Linked DNA regions of Sus scrofa: all the other regions are linked to region 5. Evidence: chromatin contacts called from public Hi-C and HiChIP or PLAC-seq data. All regions are on one chromosome and are shown on one strand. Each heading gives the region's core, a stretch centred on a gene start, on an enhancer-like site or on the middle of the called end of the contact. The rest is flanking DNA. Distances are from core to core; before and after follow the strand shown.

Evidence for each region. A called contact is a pair of places that touch in the nucleus more often than the background predicts. HiChIP or PLAC-seq counts read pairs in DNA pulled down with a chosen protein or histone mark.
Region 1: a contact with region 5 is called in a Hi-C map of liver, with 4 times the contacts expected there. The contact joins the promoter of RAB5C here to the promoter of ACLY in region 5. A contact is called at or near these places in 3 of 47 Hi-C or Micro-C datasets (heart right ventricle, liver and skeletal muscle) and 1 of 2 datasets of contacts at active chromatin or transcription factors (alveolar macrophages).
Region 2: a contact with region 5 is called in a Hi-C map of liver, with 4 times the contacts expected there. The contact joins the promoter of EIF1 here to the promoter of ACLY in region 5. A contact is called at or near these places in 1 of 47 Hi-C or Micro-C datasets (liver) and 1 of 2 datasets of contacts at active chromatin or transcription factors (alveolar macrophages).
Region 3: an H3K27ac HiChIP or PLAC-seq map of alveolar macrophages shows a contact between it and region 5. The contact joins the promoter of GHDC here to the promoter of ACLY in region 5. A contact is called at or near these places in 1 of 5 promoter capture datasets (fetal skeletal muscle) and 1 of 2 datasets of contacts at active chromatin or transcription factors (alveolar macrophages).
Region 4: a contact with region 5 is called in an H3K27ac HiChIP or PLAC-seq map of alveolar macrophages. The contact joins the promoter of HAP1 here to the promoter of ACLY in region 5.

Annotation. Positions count from the first base shown.
Region 1 is chr12:20,612,188-20,616,839 of Sscrofa11.1, forward strand. RAB5C (RAB5C, member RAS oncogene family) reads left to right here and starts at 1,804. Exons shown (of 6, transcript NM_001244254.1): 1 at 1,804-1,928.
Region 2 is chr12:20,973,770-20,978,730 of Sscrofa11.1, forward strand. It overlaps EIF1 (eukaryotic translation initiation factor 1), which reads right to left and starts at 3,306. Exons shown (of 4, transcript XM_003482982.4): 1 at 3,113-3,306; 2 at 2,241-2,404; 3 at 1,999-2,100; 4 at 729-1,573. The coding sequence starts at 3,143. The coding sequence ends at 1,529.
Region 3 is chr12:20,579,398-20,583,920 of Sscrofa11.1, forward strand. GHDC (GH3 domain containing) reads left to right here and starts at 1,631. Exons shown (of 10, transcript NM_001246239.1): 1 at 1,631-1,758; 2 at 1,892-1,980; 3 at 2,161-2,439; 4 at 2,739-2,860; 5 at 3,261-3,762; 6 at 4,155-4,347; 7 at 4,461-4,523. The coding sequence starts at 2,175.
Region 4 is chr12:20,936,391-20,941,438 of Sscrofa11.1, forward strand. It overlaps HAP1 (huntingtin-associated protein 1), which reads left to right and starts at 2,073. Exons shown (of 11, transcript XM_021066999.1): 1 at 2,073-3,649; 2 at 4,646-4,725. The coding sequence starts at 3,178.
Region 5 is chr12:20,793,785-20,798,296 of Sscrofa11.1, forward strand. It overlaps ACLY (ATP citrate lyase), which reads left to right and starts at 2,931. Exons shown (of 31, transcript NM_001105302.1): 1 at 2,931-3,070.

The sequences.
Region 1 (4,652 bases), core at 554-3,053, 180 kb before region 5:
CTTGGGTCTATCAACATCTCTTTCTGTCTCTCTGCAGGCCGTCACTAAAAGTGGTCTCTTCTGCTGCCAGGAACTTGACGCAGTCCTAGCAGCACTCCTCCCCCCACCCCACCCCAGACCTCAGCCACGCCTGTTCTCCCCCTTCCACCTCAGGGCCCTGACTTCTCAACAACTCCCCTTGGTCTCCAGCTCTCCTTTACCACTCAACACCCTGGGCTCACTTTTGGATAGAAATAAACTCTTTATTTTTGTAGCGTTGGCTCCGGCTGTTTCTGGGGGTTGGTCTGAGCGCCCCAGGGCTTTGGAGGAGCCTACACGGTAGGTAGTCACTCCCCCACCATACCCCAGGGCCCTGTTGCTGTCTCTAGGAGGGCAAAGGTGCCAACCAATCCACTTGGCACCACATTCACGCCACCAGGGGCCCCAGGGATGAGGCAGAAACCGTAATGAGTCACTATGGGCCCGTCATACCCACCCTCCCCCTCACCTGGTCACAGCCACAGACTCAGACACGATATGTGGGAGGGACAGAGCCCTGACTCAAGTCCACCTCCAGCCCTGCCAAGGTGACCCACAGGACTCCCCACTAATTCTGCATTAACCAATCCTGTGCCTGTTGCAGGCTAGGAACAGCAGGGTCTGGAAGAAGTGCTGTCACCAGCCAGAACCTACTAAGAATCCCACTCTGCCCCATCCCCTTTGCTCTCTTAAGCTCTCTCTTCTTTCTTAGCTTTCACTTCTCTGACAATCACTGAAGGGGTTGGTGGTATGGACGTTGTTAGAGGCACCCTGGTGACCAAATGGAACCAGGTGTGGGCAAGTTGTCCTGGACAGGTTGCAAGGTCCATTCTCCAGCTCAGGCTCCAGGGTATGTTTGGTGTTGGCTGGTGTCATAGGAACAATGCCCACAGCTGCCTCCGGGTGAGCTAGTATTCCATTCAGGTGCTGAGTAGTATCTCTGGGGGTGAGATGCAGAAGCAGAGGAGCTGTGTTGGGGGGGTTGGGGGTGAGCAGAAGTGGTCCTAATCCATACTGAGGGGAGCAGGGAAAAAAAAAAAAAAAAGCCCTGATCCATGTGAAGGGCAAAGCGGGGGCAAACAGAAGTGGGTCCAGTTCACTGGATGGGAAGTGTCTGGCTCTGTGCTTGGAGTTAAGAGACAAGAGCTGGAACTGGTTGAGGGTGGGGAGAGACAGGGGCAGAGTCGGTTCCGGTTGAGCCAAAGGCAGAGGGTCCTAGTTTACTGCTGGGCAGTGGCAGGGGCTCTCCCTTTGATCTTACCCAGTAGTCTCCAGAAAGCCCTTACTATAGCGTTTCCATAATCTTCCCCATATCAAAATGTCCCCACCCGTGGGGCTCCCAGAACTGACTTGGCCCAAAAGCGCAGACACGGGCTCCTCCAGTCTAGCGAGTGCTCAGGACTGGTCCACGCGGCCTTACGTGCATATTCATTCACATCATGTTTTTCCTTTCCCAATTCTGCACACACAGCCTCCTACCCTCTTGCAACGCTCCGCCACCCGCCTCCCCTCGGGGTGCCTGGAACCCGCGATGACGCGATCGGCAGGCCTGCCCTTAAAAAGTTCCCGGCCGGGCTCCGCCTAGCCGACATCGGGCTCCACCCTAAGCCTGTCTCAGGCGGCTCCTCCTGGAGCTACGCACTACAATTCCCGCCGTCCCTTGCGTGCGCTCTCCCACCTCTCCCGCGCTCCCCGCCAGCCCCGCCTGTGAATCGGCCAAGAGTGCCTCCCATTGGCTTCGCCGCCCTGTCAGTCACCTGGGTATTGAGGGGCGGGTCGGAGGTGGAGATCCGGATCCGGAGCGGCTGAAAGGCGGAAGTGGAGGCCGGAGCCTGGGACACCGCCGGGGGGAGAGGAGCGGAGCCTGTCCGAGCCCCGGCCTCAAGTAACGCCACCGCCCCGGAGCCACCGTGAGTGTGCCTGTCCCGGGACCCAGTGTCTCGCTCGCGTTGAAACCTCTCCGGGGCAGCCCCTCCTCCCGCCCGGCCCCGGCTTGGGGGGATACTGACCCCTCCCCCGACCCGTAGCCCCCTCTTAAGGGGCTCCCCAGGCGTCGAGCCAGAGCGGGGGCCGGGGGGGCTCTTCTTTCCTTCCCTTACTTGCCCTTCGTAACCCTTGGGAAACCCCTGTGGCTCTCCTCTGGCCTGTCCAGCCCGGTGGTGGGAGGGAGAGACCCTAAGTTTCGCTCCCTCTCCTCCTAGAATTGGAGGAATCTTTGTCAGGTGTGAAGGAGCCTGTCCGACTTCTCTTTTAGAGGTAGCCAGAAGTGTTGTCTGTCGCTGTTTTCCTTTACCCCGTCCCACAAAAACTGTTGTCCCTCCAGCCCTAGAGGAATTTTATCTTGATATCCTGAGGCTGGGGCGGGGTGTGGGGGGGGTGGTCCTGGGTGAGACCGCTCCCACAACTCCTTACTTCCTCTCTTTCCTCAAGCTAGACAGCCACCCAGGATCCTAGCAGAGTTTAAAGTCAGGGTCACTCTTTAGGAATGCCTTGTCTTCTCCTCGGCTTGCTCCCCTCTGCCCCAGCCCCGTCCTCTAGTTATGGTGTTCTCTGGTTGTGTCGTTCCCTGAGTGTATCGCTTTTCCTGCCTCTGAACAATTTAGCTGAGGTTTGCTCAATCCTAGCTACAGATCACACAGATCAGAGTGGATCTGCCCATTCATTATCATCTCTCTCCCCTTCTCCTCCCCCCTTGCTGGAGTCTCAACCGGGTCCTCCCAGAGCACGCGAGTGGTTCCAAGCTACCTCAGAGGGACTGCTCGTCCTGGGACTGGTGTCCGTTGGTCTTTAGAGAGGAGGAAAAAGACCAAAAATAAGGAGTCTGGAATTGAGGAGTGCTAGGCTCTTTCCCACTGCTAAACACACACTCACCTCCCTGATCAACAGGTCATGCCACTTCTAGTCCTAGGGTCTATTTCCATTCCTTTCTGGACTTGATCAACTCAGTTGTAGATTGCAGAGGATTAGGTGGAGATCACAGTGGCACCTCTGGGTTCTTCATGTGCTAATTTTTAGTGTAACCCAAGGAATTCCCACACCCGAAAGTGCTGATTCTCCCCAGCTTTTCCTAGAGACAGCTGGTTCTGACATCTGATCCTTGTCCATTGCTTGAAACTTAGGTGTGTGAAATGGCTGCTGTCTCAGACCAGGCTGGGAGGTTCTTTGTTATGTGGCCAAAGTACAGGCCTGAGACTGTACCTTAATGAGAGCAGCCTGACTCTGAGGCCATGACTGACCCTTGCTATCTACAGTGGAGGAAGGGAGGGAAGGCCACACAGTCTTTGGGAATTTCGGTACCTCTTCAGTATTCTGGGCCACCTTTACTGCCCTGAGATGGCAAGGTCTGAGGTGGTTTTGCCTTGAGATCTTTCGGACCACTTCTGGACAGTCATCACCAGTGTCTTCTACAGACTTTTGAGCTAAGCCTGGGATGCACTTACTTTGTATGGAATAACCAAAAAACCTGCCTTGTTAGGGTCCACAGTCGGATCACAAGCTCTCTGTCTGTGTGGACTTCTTTAGAGGGTTGGTAGAGACTTCTGCGGTCAGCCTGGTTTCTCTAATCTGGTCAGCCTGTGCCTCAAGGGGCAGGGCCTGAGAGGCCAGCTGTTCACCGGCCATTGGTCTCGACTAGACATACCTCCTCGGCAGTAGGCTGTGTTTCTGGATCTCTCTGGGAGACCCAGGGTGAGGCTGGCCAGCCTTTGGAGGCGACTGCTTTGTCTGGATGTGGGCTCCCAGCTCTGATTCTGAAGTAGGCTTTTGAAGGAAAAGCTCTCCCTTGCAGAGAGACAGAAAGACACCAGTGCCCTGGGTGGTTAGGCAGCCACTTTAGGCACCCAGAGAGTATAGAGGCCAAGCAGAGATCTGATACTGCTTGGCAGCGAGGGGCAGGGCACTGTGTGGGGGACAGAAGCCCCTCCCCTCCCATGCCCTTCCTCTCTTTTGCCTCTTAGAACCGGTGGGCCTTTTTCTGCCTTTAGGCTATAGAAAGGTGGTAACAGCTAATTTTTATGTCATTTTAAAGTTGCCAAGTTCTTTTCACACATGTTCCTTACAAGAGTCCGGGGAAATAGTGGGAGTTGTCTCCACTTTAGAGATGATGCTGAAGGCATTGACGTAGCTTGATTTAAATCACACGGTTAGAAAAGGGTAGAGCCGGGGCTTGGCATTTGGAATTAGATGTGCCTCATCTTCCCTTATAGCAGGCCCTCCTTTGGTCTGTTTGTGGAACGAATGCAGGTGAGCAAGCAGCAGCCCAGGTGCAGACCCTTTAGCGTTCCTCGTCATTGGTGCCCCTCTGGTTCGGTTTTCTTCCCCACCCCAGCCCCATCCTCCTTCCTCCACTGCCTCTGGGGCCACAGCAGTTAGGAGGCGCAGGTCAGTACTCTTCAGGGCCTAAGCGTTTGCTAACATTTGCGTGACATTAATTTCTTGGGAACCTGAAAGTTGTGATGGCTAGAAAATGAAATAAAAGTGAGTGGACTCAGGGGTCCCTCTGGGCAGGGGGAAGGGGCAGACAACTGGCAGAGCTGGCCTCTGCTTAGCCTCTGACTCCCCCCCACCCCCCCCAACCCCCCGCTCTCCCCCACCCCCATGCTGCCTCCTGCTTGCCTGGGAAGAGTGTGGCTCTC
Region 2 (4,961 bases), core at 2,056-4,555, 180 kb after region 5:
TTCCCATATTAGATTCTATATTTAGGGCAGTTACCATGGGCTCAGATTTCCATCAGCTTTCTTTCACACTCACTGGTTCCAGGTTGGCCTCTTTAATAGAGGTTGACCTTGACACAAGGGGGTGACCACAGAGGCCAAGTGTTGATTCCTCAGGGCCATTCTCAACAGCGTGAAACCTGCATTTTTGGACCAGTTCATAATCCACATGCTGGCAAAATTTTAAGAGTGGCCCTAAGAACTTTGATACACTTCACCATTCATTATCCTTTGTAAAGAAAGGGACTCCCAACGTGAAGTTTTGGCTTTGCAAATGCTTCAACTCAAAATTTTTTCTCGAAGACACTTTTGTTTCAGTTTTTTTAGGGGTCTGCCAGATTAGATCAAGCCCAACACTTAAACCTTTTGCCGCAGCCCTTAAGACCTTGTTACTGAGTCTCACAAGGGAAAATTCCTCCGCAACCATGAAACTCAAGACAGCAGGCTTGCCAGCTAAGCAGCACCTCCCTTCAGGACACTAATGGGATGACACAGCTCTGGCGGAATTCTTAACCACGCAGTTAACATGTGGTCATCTGGAGGAACAAGCTCCCTGGAGTTTTCTTGCCTAAGAGGCTTAGGGCCCTGTGGAGGAGTTGCAGGCACAGACTGTACCCTCTACTGCCATTTCTGTGGTTCCTCCACGTTTATCGGATTGACTATATATTAAACAGAATCTGCCAAGTCACATGTTTCTGAAAACAAGTTTTATTTAAATAAGGGTTTAAATACATTACATAACATTAAAACTGAAGGGGGAAAAAAACCAACAACACCAAAAACCAGTTTGTTACTTCACATGGCATTGGGCAGCTGTTGCTAGAAAGTTGCAAGCTCTACAGCTACATGAAAGGATACATTGGTTTGTAACTTGTTCCCTTGTCAAAAGTTTAACTCTGATAGTAGGCTGGCCTCACCTTCTATTTGGACATCCATTAACTAGGATATGTCTGGTCAAAAAGACCTTGGTGGCAAGCCAGGTGTCCTATCACCTCTGCTCTAAGCTCTGCCCACCTGGTCACGCTGGAGACTCCAGGGGATCTTTCCCTGATGGCCACAGGCTCCCTCTAGCAGTACAGTTGCCTTACCCCATCCTCCACTCAGCTTCACCGAGGGCTGTTCAGGTGGTGACATTCTCTTAGGGCAGGAAACTCTGGAGAGGGATCGCTGAGGAGCTTCTGGCCAGACATAGCCATCTGTGATCTTGGGGCTCTGGACTTGGCTGAAACATCACCTTATTGCTTTGTTTCAGGCGGGACACTGCCAGGTGCCTACTGCTTGACCTCTGTTTAAATGAGGGACTTCAAGACTAGACAGCATGGCTCTTTTCAGTTTATTGCATGAAGGAGTTACACTAGTCCAAGTTAAAAGCAGACCCCAAATGGTTACATTATACAAGCTGTGAGGTTTTTAAACTTGTGACAAGGGACAGAAGGGAAATTCTACTCATTGCAAGGAAATCCTCACTTAAGCTTCAGTGAGCCAAAAGCACTTAAAACCCATGAACCTTCAGCTGGTCGTCCTTAGCCAGTCCAATCTGCAAAGAAAAAAGGGCAATTTTAAAGATGGGATACAGTTAAAGGCCTCCATTTCTGAGGACAACAATCCTGTCTTCCTGCTTCTATACCACGCAAGAGCAGTCCCAGAGCTATACTTTCAACTCAGGTAACCAATGATTTAATAGGACTTGAGTACTTATGAGCAGTCAACTAGACAGCCTGCTTTAGTAGCTGTAATTTTAAATTGCACCCTCCAAGTAGCTCCATGCAAACAGTAAACCGAAGGCAGACAGATGTGTTTTCCTAAACACACCGTCTCTGAATTTCAAAACTCAACTGCTGTTTGGCTTAGCCTTACGAAACAAATTTCTACATCCCCAGCAGAAAGTTACCAGGCAGGACCTGAGATTAGTTAGCCAGGGCAGAGGCACAAAACGTACTAACAGGAAGTGACTGAACTCACCTCTACAAGGAACTGGCATATGTTCTTGCGCTGGTCACCCTGTAGCTGAATTACTTCTCCATATTCTGGATGCTCAATTACAGTGCCATTGCAGGCAAATTTCTGCAAGGACAACACAGCCAAAACACATTAGGCCAAGCAACAGCTTGAAGGCACGAATACCCTTTCCAGGAAGTAACAATACAGCACCCCCCGTAGGCATATTAAATACCATTTTCGCAACTTCTCTTTTAAAAGCCTACCTTCTTAAACGCCTTCACTAGTTTCTTTTTATCGTAATCATCAGCGATCCCTTGGACAGTAGTAAGGGTCTTCCTGCCGTTTCTCTGTTGAATTCTTATATGGATATAATCCTCAGTGCCAGCAGGAAGCAGATCATCACCCTTACTTGCATCAGCAAAGGGGTCTGGGCAGAAAGGTCAAGCTCGTTAAGAGAGTTGTGCTGGGAGGCCACTGCCACCCTCCCACGGGATGTCTTGCCCGGTGCAGAACTTGATACTGAAATCGTCACGGCTTAGTCAGATCAGATAAGTCCTTTGTTGGCTCTTCCCGAACAGGTCAATCCGGGACGGCTGCCTTTCCCAGCCCGAGAAAGCCTGGGCCTCTTGCCCCAGGCCCGCCCTTGGGAGCCGATCACGTGTCAGTGAAGCCTAGGCTGGCCGGCAGCGCCCCACCCGGCTGATGCAACCGGCCGGAACCCGAGCTCCGAGGCGGGGCCACACTTCCCGCCCCATTGGAGCCCACGTTTGTCACTTAGGGCTGGCGCCGCCTCTCCCTCCCCGCTCAGTGACAACGGCGGTGACGTAACGGACGTGACGCAGACGTGGAGGGAGGGGCAGGTGTGGCCAGAGGTGGCCCGGGAGCCATTAGTAAATGCGCCACCCGAGACGGCGGGCCCGCCCAAGGGCTGACCTCCCACCCGCTCCTTCCGGTCGCGCGCAGAAACCAACCCAGGCGCCCAGGCCTAGTCGTCCGCGAGCCCGGACATCTTCCCTCCGCCTAAGTTCACAAAAGCCCGGAACCCTTAGCCGCTTTTCGGGCCCTGCCTGCGGGCCCGGAGCGCCCCGCTGCCCTACCCGGGCCTTCCTCCCCCTGGGACCTTTCCAGGACTTACCGAAAGAGTGGAGGTTCTGGATAGCGGACATACGATACGATTCCTTTTCCTCGGTGGAAACGGCCTGCGGAAGGCGGCGGCGGCGGCGGGAGAAGGCGGGCAGGGGGGACGGAGCGTCGGGAAGCGAGGGGGCTCAAGGGGGAGGTTGCTGAGTCCTCGGCGGCGGCTCAGTGACTGGGGCGGAGGGGCGGTGCCTGTATTCACTTATATAGCCGCCCCTATGACGCCAGCGCGCTGCCCTCACGTCTCGGCCCCACCCACGGCGCCGCGCCCTCTACGCCCGGGCGCCACCGTTTCCGATTGGTCCTGGGGCGGGGACGCGGGACCGCGTTTGCGCAGAAACTGTGTGGGAGAGTTGGGAGGGGGAGGGAAAAGTTGGTCGGTCTAGGCGCCTGCGCAACTCTCGAGGACGTTGTCGAGGCTGCGCAGAAAACTGGCAAGCGATTTCGAGCGCGCCTGCGCAGTGTTCCCCGCGTTCCACTTTCTTGACACTGTTGCAGGAAAATGCCTTTACTTGGAGTGTTTCGCACTCCTTAGAGGGACTTTACGTGCTGATCCTACTAAACACGACAGATTCTCACTATCTCATATTCACCCAACTACCCACTTACTTCCTACTTTGCAGATTCACTCCTTTACAGAGAGGGCGACACTTTTATTTAATCAACGTACAATAGTTTAACCCAAACTTTAACCTCATCATTTAGATGAATCCAATCTAAAAATGGATAATCTACTTTAAAAATTATATTACTTTAGATAATTTAAGGAAAGAATACCTAGGTCATCAGTACGAGTTCAAGGGAGAGTAATGCTGTTTGTGGAGCCAAGAATTCATGCATCAGAAGGGGGTCATTTTTTTTTTTTTTTATACAAATTGTGTGGGGTAGAGCCTTCCCAGAGACTAGTTGAACTATTTCCTTTAAAACATCAACCTTTCTTGCACTTTGAGTTTATGAATTGAAATGCTCTTAGTTGCAGGGTACATGGTTTTTAGGCTCCAGAGGCCTGGCAGGTAAGATAAAGGAGTGCAGACACCCTAGTGTGATGTAATGGGGTGGGGGTGGGGGCAGAGGCTGCAGCGGCCACAAACCTCCAGTGCATTGTGCTAGGTCTTCTTTTTCAAGAGAACCTGGAAATCCAGATGTATGTAAAATCTCTTAATTTTTAAAATATTGCCAGTAAATTGAATTTTTGGAAAAACACTGGGGAAACTAAACAAAAAACTGTGTCAGCCCGAAGGACTGCCGGTTTATGTCCTTTTGGAATCTGGTGAGAGGGAGAGAGAGACAATAAAATGACAAGATCATAATAGGTGCCAAGAAAGAATAAGGTGACGTGAGAGTGACAGAGGCTTCAGAAGCCCTCAGACTAGGTGACATCCCAGCTGATGCTTAGAGGGTGGGAAAAAGCCCACTCTGGGACAAGATGAGACAATCCCAAGGGAGGAAACGCTGGGTATACTTGAGAGTTCTTTTGATTCTGTATTTACTATGTAATCTTTGGATTAATAATTTGGCTTCCTTGGAGTTCCCGTCGTGGCGCAGTGGTTAACGAATCCGACTAGGAACCATGAGGTTGCGGGTTCGGTCCCTGCCCTCGCTCAGTGGGTTAACGATCCGGCGTTGCCGTGAGCTGTGGTGTAGGTTGCAGACGCGGCTTGGATCCCGCGTTGCTGTGGCTCTGGCGTAGGCCGGTGGCTACAGCTCCGATTCAACCCCTAGCCTGGGAACCTCCATATGCCGCGGGAGCGGCCCAAGAAATAGCAACAACAACAACAACAAAAGACAAAAAGACAAAAAAAAAAAAAATAATTTGGCTTCCTTGATATCAGGATGTGGGGACCCAT
Region 3 (4,523 bases), core at 381-2,880, 220 kb before region 5:
TTTTTTTTTTGCTGCCCTGCGGCATATGGTATTCCCGGGCCAGGGATCAGATCCCAACCACGGTTGTGCAGCTGCGGCAAAGACAAATTCTTAACCTGATGTGCCAGGTCGGGCTTCAAACCTGCATCCCAGCGCTGCAGAGATGCCGCCAATCCTGTTGCACCACAGCGGGAACTCCTGAACTAGACCCTTTAAATGGGTGATTCGTATATGTAAATGTGTAAATTATATCTAATAAGGCTGTTATTTTTTTTAAAATCAAGTGCAAGGCCTAAATAAGAACTAAAAAGGAGTGAAAGCAAGGTGGGGTAGCCAGATAGAGCAGACCTGTGCAAAGGAGCTCAGCTGTGAAAATAAGAGAGTTTGCAAGACAGAGGGCTTTTAGCGTCTGAGAGCCTGGGTCAAGGGCACAGGAGGAGAGAGGACTTAACCGTGGGACTGCCTCCTGCCATAACGATAGGAGAAGTTTGTGTTTATTGTGATAAAACCAATAAGCTAACCCAGGTGGTGGCCCCAATTACCAGGTAAAGTTAGTTATTTTGAGAACACCTGTTAGCAGGTGGCGTCTGCCCGGCTCTGGCTTTAAAGGGGAGCGAGGTTTTTTTGGTCTTTGCAGTTTCAGCTGATTGCCTGCGACGCATCTCACTCCAATTTAATGCTTATTCAATAACGAAAGCATTTTCTTTCTCTACCACCTTTTTGGAGAGCAATTCTGGATTGGAGAAAATTCTGGGTTTTGTTTGTTTGTTAGTTTGTTCATTTGTTTTGGCTGCCCCACAGCATGTGGAATTCCTGGCCCAGGGATCAGATCCAAGCCACAGTTGTCGCATACACCCAATCTTTAACCCACTGTGTTGGGCCAGCGATCAAACTTGTGTCCCATTGTGCTACAGTAGGAATTCCAAAAATTCTGTTTCTTAACAGTTCTCAAATCTAATGAATAGTGAGACTTTTGTCAATGAAGCTTATGATGAACAGGAATTGTTAACCTCTTTACAAACTGACTAATCTGATTTAAAAAAAAAAAAAAAAGGAGCTGAGATACCTCAATAAAAGTCTGTTTATTAAAAAAAAAATTTGGAAAGTTCCCGTCATGGTTCAGCAGAAGTGAATCTGACTAGCATCCATGAGGACACAGATTCAAGCCCTGCCCTCGCTCAGTGGGTTAAGGATCCGGTGTTGCTGTGAGCTGTGGTGTAGGTTGCAGATGCGGCTTGGATCTGGCATTGCTGTGGCTATGGCTGTGGCCAGCAGCTGTAGCTCCAATTCGACCCCTAGCCTGGGAACCTCCATGTGCCACGAGTGCGGCCCTAAAAAGACCAAAAAAAAAAAAAAAAAAAAATGAAGCAAATTTGAACCTACTTCAGGATAGGGTGCACCCCACTCCCCACTCAAGCTGATTGGAGGCAGTCTTTTCACACTCAGCTTCCTCTTCCTTCACATGCTACTCTGGCCCTAACCTCCCTCCACCTGCCAGCTTGGGCCAGCTCCCAGCCCGGCAGTCCTTAGGTGACCTGCCCCTTTAAGAGCTCCCCCCCTTCCCAGCACCTCCCTCAGGCCCAGCAGCCGGATTTCCCGGTCCAGGCCCAGCCCTTTAAAGTCGTGGCCCCAGCTTTCTGGCCCGCTGTGCACTGAGGCTGTACGGAGCACTGCGGGGACCCTGGGTGCCTGGCGGAGGCACATTTGGGCTGTGACAGGTGCATGTGGGACATGGAATCACTGCTCGGGGCTCAGGGGGAGACACGATGCTGGGAGAGGGTAGGTCCTGGACAAAGCAGAGCCACTCGGGAATGGACCAGGCGTGTCATCGGTTAGGCAACCGCTGTGTGCCAGGCACCGTGCCATGCCTTCCCTGCACCTTCTGAAGGGTGTTATTACTCCCATCTTACAGACAGGGGAAGGGGACGGAGCTCAGAGCGGCGAGCTGAGATCCCCAGGGCCAGCCAGCTAACCAGGGGCAGAGCCAGGATCCCGATTCAGGTCAGTGTGGCCCCAGAGCCCTGATGTTCTCTCCTCTGCGTCTCACCTGCCTGACAGGGGTCCTGGCTTCTCGAACCTCCATTTTAACTGATTCCCCCCAGGGGGAGGGGCGGGGGAGGAAACGGATGGTCCCCGCCTCCTCCTCACAATCCCTCGATGCGGAGGCCTTCCTCCTCCTAGGGAGCGGCTTAGAGATGCTGCTGCTGCTGCTGTTCCTGCTGTTGCTGCTACTGCCTCCACTGGTGATGCTCTGGTGGTGGCACTCCCAGGATGCCAGGCTGTCCTGGCTTGTCTGCCTCCAGCACCGTGTAGCATGGAGGGTCCTGTGCTGGGCAGCTGCCTGGCAGCAGAAGAGGCTGGAGCAGAGCACGCTGCACGCAGGCCAGAGTCAGCAGCAGGCCCTGAGATGGTGTCTGCAGCGGGCCCAGGGTCCCTGCTGTCCCCTCAGGGGGAGCACAGGTGTGTTTCCCAAGGCGTGGGGAGGTGGCCCAAAGAGAAAGAAACCCCATAGGACAGTCAGATTCCAAAACCTGAAAACCTCCCTCCCCGCTTCTTCTGCCAACACAGAGGGGCCTGACCCAGAGATCTGACCCAGGCTAAGGAATGGTCAAGAGAATTTTCCCATCCTGGGTCCTGGTAGCCCCTCATCCCCCAGGCCTATTCCGGGTTCCTTCCTCAAGGATGTCACCCGTCTTGGCCTGAAACTCTTGGGAACTCTGTGGCTTCATAAAGATTTTGTGATGTCTTTGGGGCTACAGATATAAGCACCTTCCGGAATCATCTTCCACTGACCAAGGCCAGCCAGGTCCAGGAGGAAGAGGGTAGGGGGCAGGTCTTGCCCCCTACCTCAAACCAGTACTGTGGGGAGGCCTCTCTGCAGGTAAACTGGGAAGGCTGGAGCCCGACCCCACCAGAGACCCCCCTAATTGCAGCCAAACCCTCCCATCAGGATGGGGGGGGGGACCCAAACCCAGAATTCCCACTTAACTCAGCGCGTTAAGAACCTGACCAGTATCCATGAGGATTCAGGTTCAATCCCTGGCCTAGCTCAGTGGGTTAAGGATCCAGCGTTGCCATGAACAGATGCAGTTTGGATCGGGCATTGCTGTGGCTGTGGAATAGGCCAGGGCTCTAGCTTCCATTTGACCCCTAGCCTGAGAATCTCCATATGCCGTGGGTGTGGCCCTAAAAAGAAAAGGGAAAAAAAAAAAATCCACCGAAGTGGGGGCTCAGGGTCTGGTTCAGGTCCAAGGCCAATGCTGTCTCTTGTCTCTCTCCAGGCCACCTTGCTGGGTCTGGTAGCGCTAAACAAGGCCTATCCAGAAGTGCTGGCTCCGGGAGGCACAGCCCGTGTGACCCCTTCCTCCCCTTGGCCCTACCCCCTCCCCTGGCCTTGGCATGCCCTGGGCCAGGTGGGCCCTACCAGAGCCAAGGACCCTGGGGCTTTGCTGCTGGAGGCACTGAGGTCCCCAGGGCTGCGGGCCCTGGAAGCCGGGACAGCGGTCGAGCTACTAGACGTCTTCGTGGGCCTGGAGGCCAATGGCGAAGAGCTGGCTGAGGCGATAGCTGCTGGGAACCCAGGAGCGCCTCTCCCTGGACGGGCAGCTGAGCTGCGGGAGGCCCTGGAGCAGGGACCCCGAGGGCTGGCCCTTCGGCTCTGGCCCAAACTGCAGGTGGTGGTGACTCTGGATGCAGGAGGCCAGGCCGAGGCCGTCACTGCCCTGGGGGCCTTGTGGTGCCAAGGGTTGGCCTTCTTCTCACCTGCTTACGCTGCCTCCGGAGGTCAGCAAGACTCAAGGGTAGTGAGGTGAGGGCAGGGGGCAGAGGCCACACAGCTAGCGGCCACGCAGCGAGCCCTGTAGAATCATCTCCTTTAATGTGAGCTCCACGTTACAGGGGAAAAAACTCAGGCTCATAAAGGTTAAGAGACGTATGCAAATTTACGTCACACCAGGATTTACCCCCAGATCCGCCATCTCCAGAACCACTGTCCCTTCCCAGCTAGGGCCTTGGGGGCAGTGGGCCGAGCCTGGGGGAGCCAGAAAGGATGAGGTGGAAGGGCGGCAGTAGGATATGATGCTCAGAGGATTGGGGCCTGGGGTCCAGGGTGAGGGGCTGTCGCCTAGCAGAAAGCAATGGCACCATCAGATGCAGAGGCCGCTTGCTCCCCACAGGGGTGGTGGGCCTGAGTCTGTGGCCAAAGCAGCCCCGTGGCCTCTACCTTCTGCCCCCTGGAGCCCCCTTTATTGAGCTGCTCCCACTGAAGGAAGGAGCCCAAGAAGATGCTGCCCCCACCGTCCTGCTGCCCGAGGCCCAGCAGGGCAAGGAGTACGAGTTGGTGCTGACTGACCACGCCAGCCTCACCAGGTCATCACCTGCCCAGCCACCCCCTCCCCCTGGCCCGCTGGAACCCTGCCGCGGGCCAGGGCATGAGCTAATGCGCCCTTGGGCCTGACCTCGCCCCACTTCCCCTCCACCAGGTGCCGCCTGGGTGACGTGGTCCAGGTGGTTGGTGCCTACAATCAGTGTCCAGTCGTCAGGTT
Region 4 (5,048 bases), core at 823-3,322, 140 kb after region 5:
GGTCAGAGGGTGTGTACTGGGAGGGAGGGCAGAGAGCTAGGGTCTCTGCTGATCTCTTGGGTGAGAGCAGCAGCAGGAGGACCGAAGGGGAACCACAGACCCAGGCCTGGGTCAGGGACCCCGAACTGGGTCTCTTTCACAGCCCTGGGCAGTGGCAGAAACCCATCAGCCAGGCCACAATGCTTACTGTAGAGACACGGGGGTCTGAGCCCTGGTTTCTCCATCTGTAAAATGGAGACACCATCCCTCCACAGCCTCTTTTGCAGGGTTAGTGACCCTGCAATAGGGAGCCTGGTCGGGGGTGGCGAGGTGAGGTGGTGATCCATGGTCTGGCACTGCCCTCTAGTGGCTGTAGTAAGAGTTGCTGGGCACCAGTGCCTGGACCTAGAGGGTTCTGTCACCTGGCGAGCCTGCAGTCCCCTTCAGCTCTGTCTTCTCCATCCCATTTCCTTCTTCACTGCAAACTTCCCAGGGGCCTTGAGGCTGTTTTCTCAAAGGCAGGGATAATTCAATTCGGCAAATATCTATGCAGCAAAAATTGAACGGTCCCCTACTGATGTCCTGTCCTGTGCTAGGTGTTGGAGCTGCAGAGGTGAGGTGTCTCAGTAAGTTTGTCCAGGACGCTGGTGGCTGATGGGGGAGCCACTCGACAGGGCTTCAAGGCTAAAGCCTCATTATGTCTGGGCCATGCTGATGCCCTGTCACCTCCTGATGTTCTCCAACCTCACTATCCACAGGAAGCCTTGGGGTTGGGTTTTGTCTCCTTAAGACTTTTTGCTGGAGTTCCCATCGTGGCTCAGTGGGTTAAGGACACAATGTAGTCTCGGTGAGGATGTGGGTTCAATCCTTGGCCTCGCTCAGTGGGTTAAGGATCCAGTGTTGCTGCAAGCTTGGACATAGATTGCAGATGTGCCTCGGATCCAGTATTGCCATGGCTGTGGTTTAGCCCCAGCTGCAGCTCTGATTCCATCTCTCACATGGGAACTTCTATTGGCTGCAGGTGCACCCATAAAAAGAAAAAAAAAAAAGAATTTTCGCTGACAGAGAAAGACAAATACCATATGATATCACTTATATGTTGAATCTAAAATATGACACAAATGGACTTATTTACAAAACAGAAACAGACTCACAGACACAGAAAACAAACATCATTAACAAAGGGGAAAGTGTGGGGAAGATATAAATTAACAGATGCAAACTGCTAGATATAAAGTAGATAAACAGGAGTTCCCGTCGTGGCGAGGAACTGTGAGGTTGCGGGTTCAGTCCCTGGCCTTGCTCAGTGGGTTAAGGATCCAGCGTTGCCGTGAGCTGTGGTGTAGGTTGCAGACGCGGCTCGGATCCCGCGTTGCTGTGGCTCTGGCGTAGGCCGGTGGCTACAGCTCCGATTGGATCCCTAGCCTGGGAACCTCCATATGCCTTGGGAGCAGCCCAAGAAATGGCAAAAAGACAAAAAATAAAATAAAATAAAATAAAATAAAATAAAATAGATAAACCGCAAGGTCCTTCTGTATAGTACAGGAACCTATATCCAATACTTTGTATTAACCTATAAAAAAAAGAATATGAAAAATAATATATATGGGCAACTGGATCAGTTTTCTGTACACCAGAATTGAATACAATATTGTAAATCAACTATACTTCAACGAAAACTATTTTGCTGACAAATAAACCATAGAAAACATGCATGCTTTATGTAGTCTTAATGTTCACAGCAGTGTTATTTACATTAGCCAAGATATGGAAGCAAAGTGCCCATCAACAGATGAATGGATAAAGAAGATGTAAAAAATACATATATGGAGATCCCATCGTGGCTCAGTGGTTAACGAATCCGACTAGGAACCATGAGGTTGTGGGTTCGATCCCTGGCCTCGCTCAGTGGGTTAAGGATCCAGTGTTGCCGTGAGCTGTGGTGTAGGTTGCAGACATGGCTCAGATCTGGCGTTGCTGCGGAAAAAGACAAGGGTGACCTGGAATGGAGTATGAATGGGAGAGATGGGCTAGAGATGGATTTCTGGGGGTGGGGATGGCATGGGGGAATGGGAGAATCACAACAATCTAGAAGAGAGAATGAGACCTCCACAGCAGAAGGGCTGACAAGGAGGCAGACATTTAGAAATATTTAGGAGGTAAATCAAGCAGGATTTGGAGATTGACAGTATTCAAGAGGAGGAAAACTGGGACCCCAAGAATGATGCCAAGGCTTTAAAAGAATCAGTGCAGCAGCCATCTCTTTTTGGTTTTGTGGGTTCCTCTGGTCCAAAGGCACAGAAATGGCCCCTGGACCCCTCTGCTGCCCTACAGTTCATTCAGGACCTACTTACGGCGACCCTCATAGGTACCAGGACCTGTGCTGTGCTCTGAGGGACCTGCTTCCCGTGCTGAAGGGGAGTAGCTCTGATCGTGGAGGCAGACACGGTCTGACCACAGTTGCCATCGCGTAAAGGATGCTCTGGCGTGAAGGAGGGCGGGATCCGAGGAGTCTTTACGCGGAGACACCTAAGCGGGGTCTTCCGGAAGAACAGGAGTTTGCCCGCGTGGAAGGAGTCGGGCAGAGCGAATGAAAGCAGAGGTGAAGCATGAGGAAAGGCCATAAGACGAACCAAGAAATAAGAAAGAGGGCTGCCGAGCGAGCGGCTGGAGCGCTGGGGGTATGAAGTCCAGGATCCGTGTGTGACGCGCCAGTCTGGGCAGCGCGTGGAGACCGTCCTGGCGTTTGGATTTATCTCCCAGCCAACGAGGAAAGACACGATACAGCCCCAACTCACAGGTCAGATCCAGGGAAGGTAGCCGAAAAGCCTCGGGCTAGAGCGGAGGGAGGGGGTACCCCCACTTAGGGACCTCAGAGTCCCTGGACCCAAATCCCGGGGAAGCGGCCGCTTTGGGCAAAACCATTCTTAAGAGGTGGAGAGGGGAGAATAGCCTGCCTTGGGAGCCCAAGCCCGTGGAACCAGCTGAAACGTTTACTCGCTTCTTCTCTTCGCCTTTCTCTTACTTTTGCGCTCTCTTTCCGCCCCCATTGGCTCTCTCCCCCGAGCCTCCCCTCGTCTCGGGCACCACCAGTTGCTCCTAGGCCACCCCCCCACGCGTGGTACCGCCCGGCGGGCGCACAGCTAGGCACAGGTTATAAAGGCCGGGCTGCGACAGGCAGCCGACTGCGGACACAAGATGCGCCCGAAAGAGTTGGGGCAGGGATGCGCCGGGCACGGGCCGGGACCCGGGGATCCCGGAGCAGTCACCCCTGCTCCTCCGTCCGCAGCCAATCCCGCTCCACAGCCTTCCACCGAGCCTGAACCCGTCCCTGCGCAGGCACCCGAGGCTGGACAGGGAGCAGGATACGGATCCAGTTGCGTCTCAGGACCCCCGGAAGGCGCTCGCCGGGCCTCCGAGTCTGGATCCAAGGCAGGAGCCCAGCGCACGTCTGCATTCTCCGTCGACCAGGGGAATGCACAGTCCGTGCTCGACAACTCGGACGTGCCGTGGACTCGCTTTATATTCCGAGGACCTTTTGGTTCCCAAGCCAGTGGCTTGGGGACTGGAAAGGCGGCGGGCATCTGGAAGACGCCAGCTGCCTGCATCAGCCGGCGGCCTGAGGTGTCTGGCCCCGAGCGCACCGCCTTTATTCGAGAGTTAGAGGAAGGTAAACTAGGGTCCCCGGGTCCTCAGAGCGGGTGGGACAGCAGCAGGGAGGAGGGGGGCCTCTTCCGGTCCAGGCGCCCCATCCCCTCTGGTGCTCAGTCCCACCTCTCCAGCCACCCTGGAGATGTCACATTCTGCGGTGCCTCTCCGGTCGCCTCTTCCTCTTCTCCTCTCCCCTTCTCTCGTTCCCTGATTTCCTGTCTGTGGGTTGGGTCCCGGGACTCGAACGCTCCCCTCCCACCTCTTCGCGCCTGTTGCTGTGGTAGTTCTGCGCACTCTCAGTGGCCCCCTTCCCGGGCTACCGCAGTGCCAGGAGAGGGGCGGGGGGCTGCGGGAGGGCGCTGCCCGGTGCGCCCTGAGCCTGCGCTTGTCTGCCGCGCCAGCGAACGGGAGGTGGGTGGGCAGAGGGGGTATTTGCCAACCTCTTGGCTGCCGGGGTCAAGATCGCGCTTCCACCTCGACCAATCGTAGGGGTCGAGAGGTGGGCGGAGCCTCAGACAGATGCTGCCTCTCCTCTGCCCTCCCACCCTCTCTTGGGTCGCTGGAGATCTCTGGGTTGGGTCTAGAGGCTCAGGTGTCCCCCACTCCAGTGCTGGAGAAGTCTCCTCCTCACTACACGCAACAAGTGCGGATGGGTGACTGTGCCAGTTTTTGATGACCCATGAGGCTCCAGTGAGCTGGCTAGGGCTGCCTTCTGGGTTAGGGGTGATGAGTCAGTAGGCGCTGTACTTCCGCTAGCTGCCTCCATTCTCCTAGGTTCCAGGGACTGTAGAACTGTAATCTCCCTACCTCATCCAGCCTCTTCCACGAGAAAAAAAAAAAAAAAAAAAAAAGGCCCTGGAAGCAGGGAAGGGAGTATTGAGTACTGGGGGCGTGGAGAGGATATTGGGGGCAGAAAGGGGTCTTCTCCCTCATTGCTGATCTTTGCTGTTGAGGGCAGGAGACAGTACTGTGGGGTGGCGTATGCCCCCTGTTTTCTGACCCGTTTCTCTTGCAGCACTGTGTCCCGACCAGCCCCTGCCAGTCAAGAAGATCACCCAAGAAGATGTCAAAGTGATGATGAATTTGCTAGAGGAGGTGTGTGCTCCCTTCTCAACCCGGGACCAGGGCAGAGCCTTACCCAGGCTCCTGTTTTAATCCCATCTTGGCGGGTAGGGAGGAGTCTGTCTGCTTCCATACCTCCCTGAGGGCCAAGCTGGGGGTCCCACTTAGGCAAGACAGGGAGATGTGAGATGTCCAGGCTGGAAGAGCGCTTGGGACCATCTTTTCCCACGAGGGAAACTGAATCAGGTCCTACAGCGGGTTCATCGCAGGCTCTGGTCCAGTACCCTGGAGAACCAGGGGCCAGAGAGGGTTTCCCCTAGTTGCCTAGCTCCCCTCTAACCCCGGAGGACTCCTTA
Region 5 (4,512 bases), core at 1,681-4,180:
ATACACATCAACTGGTGAATGGATAAACAAACTATAGTTTATCCATGTAATGGAATACTATTCAGCTACAAAAAGGAAAAAAACTATTGGTACATGCATAACATGGATAAATTTCAAAGTAATTATGGTGAATGAAAGAATTCAGATAAAAAGACTATATGATTCCATTTATATAAAATTCTAGAAAATGCAAACAAACTATATTGTCCAAAAGCAAAATGATGCCTCCTGGGCATGTGGAGGTAGGGTAGGGAGGGAGAGATTATAAAGGAATATAAGGAGACTTTTGGGAGTGAAGGGTATGTGTATTTACCTTGATTGTGGTAACGCTTTCACAGTGTACACATGTTTTATAATGCATCAAATGGTACATGTTAAATATGTTCAGTTTATTATCCTTCAATTACATATTAATAAAGATGTTGTGGGGGGTTTTTTTTGGCCATATCTGTGGCATGTGGAAGTTCCTGGGTCAGGGATCAAATCAAAGCAAAAGCTATGGCAACACCAGATGCTTAAACCACTGTGCTGAGCCAGGAATCAAACCTGCACCACCATAGAAACAACACCAGATCTTAAACTGCACCACAGTGGGATTTCCAGCAAAGATATTTTCAAAAATCCAATAAAACAGCAACAATAATGTATTCTTTTTGGCAGTTTACAAAACACTTTGTGATCTTCACGGCACCTGAAGGACGGAGGAAGCCAGGCAGTATTTTTCCAGGTTTCTCAGGAAAATTGTCAAAAATGATGTACAAAGTTTGCTACAGTTTCTATTTTACATGGATGCCTATTTCTGGATGTAGGTATCTTTCTTTTTTGTTGTTGTTTCTTGTTTTTGTTTTTTTAGGGCCATTACCTCAGCATATAGAAGTTGCCAGGCTAGGGGTCAAATCAGTGCTGTAGCTGCTGGCCTACACCACAGCCATAGCCACAACCAAAGCCACAGCAACATGGGATCAAGCCGAGTCTGCAGCCTACACCACAGCTCATGGCAATGCTGGATCCCTGACCCATTGAGTGAGGCCAGGGATCGAACCCGTATCCTCATGGATACTAGTATGATTTGTTTCTGCTGCGCCACAACAGGGACTCCGAAGTGTATCTATCCATCCTTCCTTCCTTCCCTCCCTCCTTCCCTTTAGGGCCACACCTGTGGCACGTGGAGGTTCCCAGGCTAGGGGTCTGATTGGAGGTGCAGCTGCCGGCCTACGCCACAGCCACAGCAACACCAGATCTGAGCCACGTCTGCGACCTACACCACAGCTCATGGCAATGCCAGATCTTAACCCACTGAGCAAAGCCAGGGATTGAACCAGCAACCTCATGGTTCCTAGTCAGATTTGTTTCCACTGTGCCATGACGGGAACTCCCCAAGTGTATCTTTCTAACCAGAGGGATAATGCTTACGCCGTTTATTCCCCCTGATTGCAGTTGCCCCCACTAGCCCCTGAGATCCTGAATTGCTGTCCCTCGAGGCACAGAAAGGGAAGATATAGAGTGCTTCATAGGGGTTGTTTTCCTTAGGTGTGAAGATGTGATCCTTCTCCAAGACTGATGCTATTTGGGGAGATTCTTGGCAGGGATGGCACTCAATCCATGTAGGAGTGGAAGACTACGACCAAAAGGAGAGAGGAGCTGAGGAACTGCTATTTCAAAAAGATGCCTCTCAGGGACGGGACCAGAAAGTGACATCATCAGGGATCACTTCCTTCAGGCATGGGCAGCAAATTTAGCTGCCCCACTCCTGGCTATGACTGGAATGGGGGGGAGAAGGGTCTGGCCAAGTTTTTGTGCACAAGAATATCACACCATTATTGCAGTGTATGACCCCAGTGGTTGGCAGGCTCCCGGGGCTGCTGATTCTCTGTTCACTGGGCTGACCTTTTCACCTGAGCTGCTTAGCGCATGATTCTCCTCCCGGGAGCTAGACCGCTATTAGGGTCAGGGAGCAGCTCGGGAGACCTACAGGATTGGGGTGGACAGAGGAGAGCTTCAGAATGTCACAGCAGGAAATACATGTCTTGGTTTCTAGGTCTGTATGATTTCAAAAATTCTGCGCCACAAGTTCGTCAGCACCTATCAGATCGGGTGTCCCAGTTTTCGACGTGGAAAATATAGACTATGCACAGGTAATAGAGAAGGGGGAGGCAGCCATTCATTCATTCCAGGGTCTAAGGGTGGGACTGTAGGGGAGGGGCGAGGCGCTGATGACCAGCAGAGACGACCCCAGCCCCGTGCTAGACTCTCCCATTGAATACTCAGTTCTGCTCGGAGATGAGCAGGTGAGGGACACAAAACGGTGTGACAGGCGCCTTCCTAGCCCCACCTGCTCACGCAATCCCCCGCTCTATCCCATATTAGTAAATCTAATCTATTAGCCTCGTCCCACCAGCTCAACCCCGAGGGTCCACGTGCGTAAGCAGTCTGCCCTGGCTGCTTAAAAGGGGGACCTGAGCAACTGGGTTGGGTGTGGTGGCTTTCTGGCTGCCTGCGTGGAAGACGTCAGTTTCTCCCACGTGGAGACGGGAAGGAGACTCCAGGGCCCCAAAAAGCTGCGCTACAGCCTGCACCGCCAACACCGCAGCCCGCCACATCTCAGCGGCTGTCCGCCCAACGCCTAGAGTATCAGCGGCGGTCGGCCCAACCCTAGAAGATCAGACCACTGCCCCCAATCTCGTACGTTCTCCTCCCAGCATAGCCCAGCCCATCTCCCCACCCTAGGCCCCGCCCCCGACACCTCCCAAGCTGGGCAGGCTCTGGGCGGCCCCTTTCGAGTCTGGGACGCACCATCAGGACTGCAAGTCCCAGCAGCTCCTGGACCCCGGACCCGAGGGCGGGGCTATGCCGGGCAGCGAATTGGGAGGAAGCCTGGAGCTCAGGCTAGAGACCACGTGTGGCCAATCGCCGGGCGGCTCGCACGGTGTGCCGATGGGGGCGGGGAGAACCCGCCCAAGCCGGAACAAAAGCCGGATCCGGGTGGCTGCGGGAGGCTGGAGCGCTCCGGAAGGTAGGCGGCGAGTTGGGCCCTGTGCACCCAGCACCGCGCACGGCCTTTCGTAGAGAGGTGAGTGGCGGGCGGCCGCTTTCACGCGATGGCCCCCAACTGGCCCAGAAGCTTCCTGCCTCCCTCCCCCAACCCGGAACCTACTCCCCCGACGCCGGTTTGGGGCTCACGCGCCCTCCCTGCACCTGCTTGGAAGTTCTGGGTGTCTTAGTTTTAGGATCGCCTTCGCCTGGTTAGCGACCGGTGGCCAGATGTTGGCCCGTCGACCACCCCACTCCCCCACATTCCAGTTCCTGGGAGTTTGGACAGTGCTTGCCGCCGTCGTTGCCTGTCTTCCCTCCGCCGAATCGCATTTGTCCCTAACTGGCGCCTCTCACTGCCACCCCGGGGCCAGTTCTGAGCCTCCTCGGGTTTTATCCCGCCACCTCTTTCCCCGACCAGGGTCCCCCTACCGGTTACCGGGGACGGGAAGTACAGAGCGCGGTGGCCAGTCGCCCCATTCTGACCCCTCACAAGCCGGGGTCAGGCCCTTCCTCTTACTTCTATGGAGAGTCGACTGAGCACCGCGAGGGAATGGAGAGAGAGCGCGAGCTCGGGCGCGTAGCCGCCGCGGGCCACGCGGGTTTGGGCCGCCTCAGGCCTCGCCGCGAGGACCTAGCCTCGGATCGGCGGCCCAGGAAAGACCCGCCTCGCTCTGGAGGTGCCGTCGGGCCCAGACGCTAAGCGACAGATGGCCGGAGTGCCCGTCTTTCTCCCCAGCCTTGGCGTTGATGCCAGGCTTGACGGAGGCAAGGTCCTCCAGGGGCTGAAGGATGCTGCCGCCGCCCTCCTGTCGGGCTTGGCAGAGGGCCAACCCCAGCGCCTGCTGCCCTCTCCAACCTTGGCAGAAACCGTGAAGTACCAAGGAGTTTTGCCATTAGGTGATCCTTGGTAGTCTGCCTAGGAAGGGGATTTTCGGGAGGGTTGGGAGGGGAGCAGCACAGAGCGCAGTTTGGTCAGCCAGCCCGTTCCTCTCTCCTCCCTGTAACTTTGTCTTTCAGCCAGCTCAGATCATTGGGTTTCTGAAATTCTGAAATGTTGGGTGAGGGACAGCTGGTAGACCCAGCTGCCCCGAGGGGTATTTTCACTTCACGAGCTTCTTAAACAGCTTGGGGGGGTGGCGATGGGAATAGCCTGGGGCACTGAGGCGGATGGCTGGTGTCTCTGCCCTCTTTCTCTGCTCTCCTTGCTGCAGTAGGGACCCTCAGAGTTCTGCCCCTCCCCTTAACTCTAGGGATTGCCTGTCCCCCTTTCAAAAAGCCCTAATCCTACAGATACTAACCTTAGAAGAAGTGCTCTTTGTCCTTCCCACAGAGACCCTAAGTAGCATCCCCGTGGTTCCTCTTCTCTGGCTGTGTCCCAGGGGTACAATCCTGGGGAACAGGCTCCTTTCATTCAGCCTTCCCTGTGGGCTGCTTCTGCCCTCAGTGGCTGCTGTCTATGAACTCAATTCTGGGTCTCTT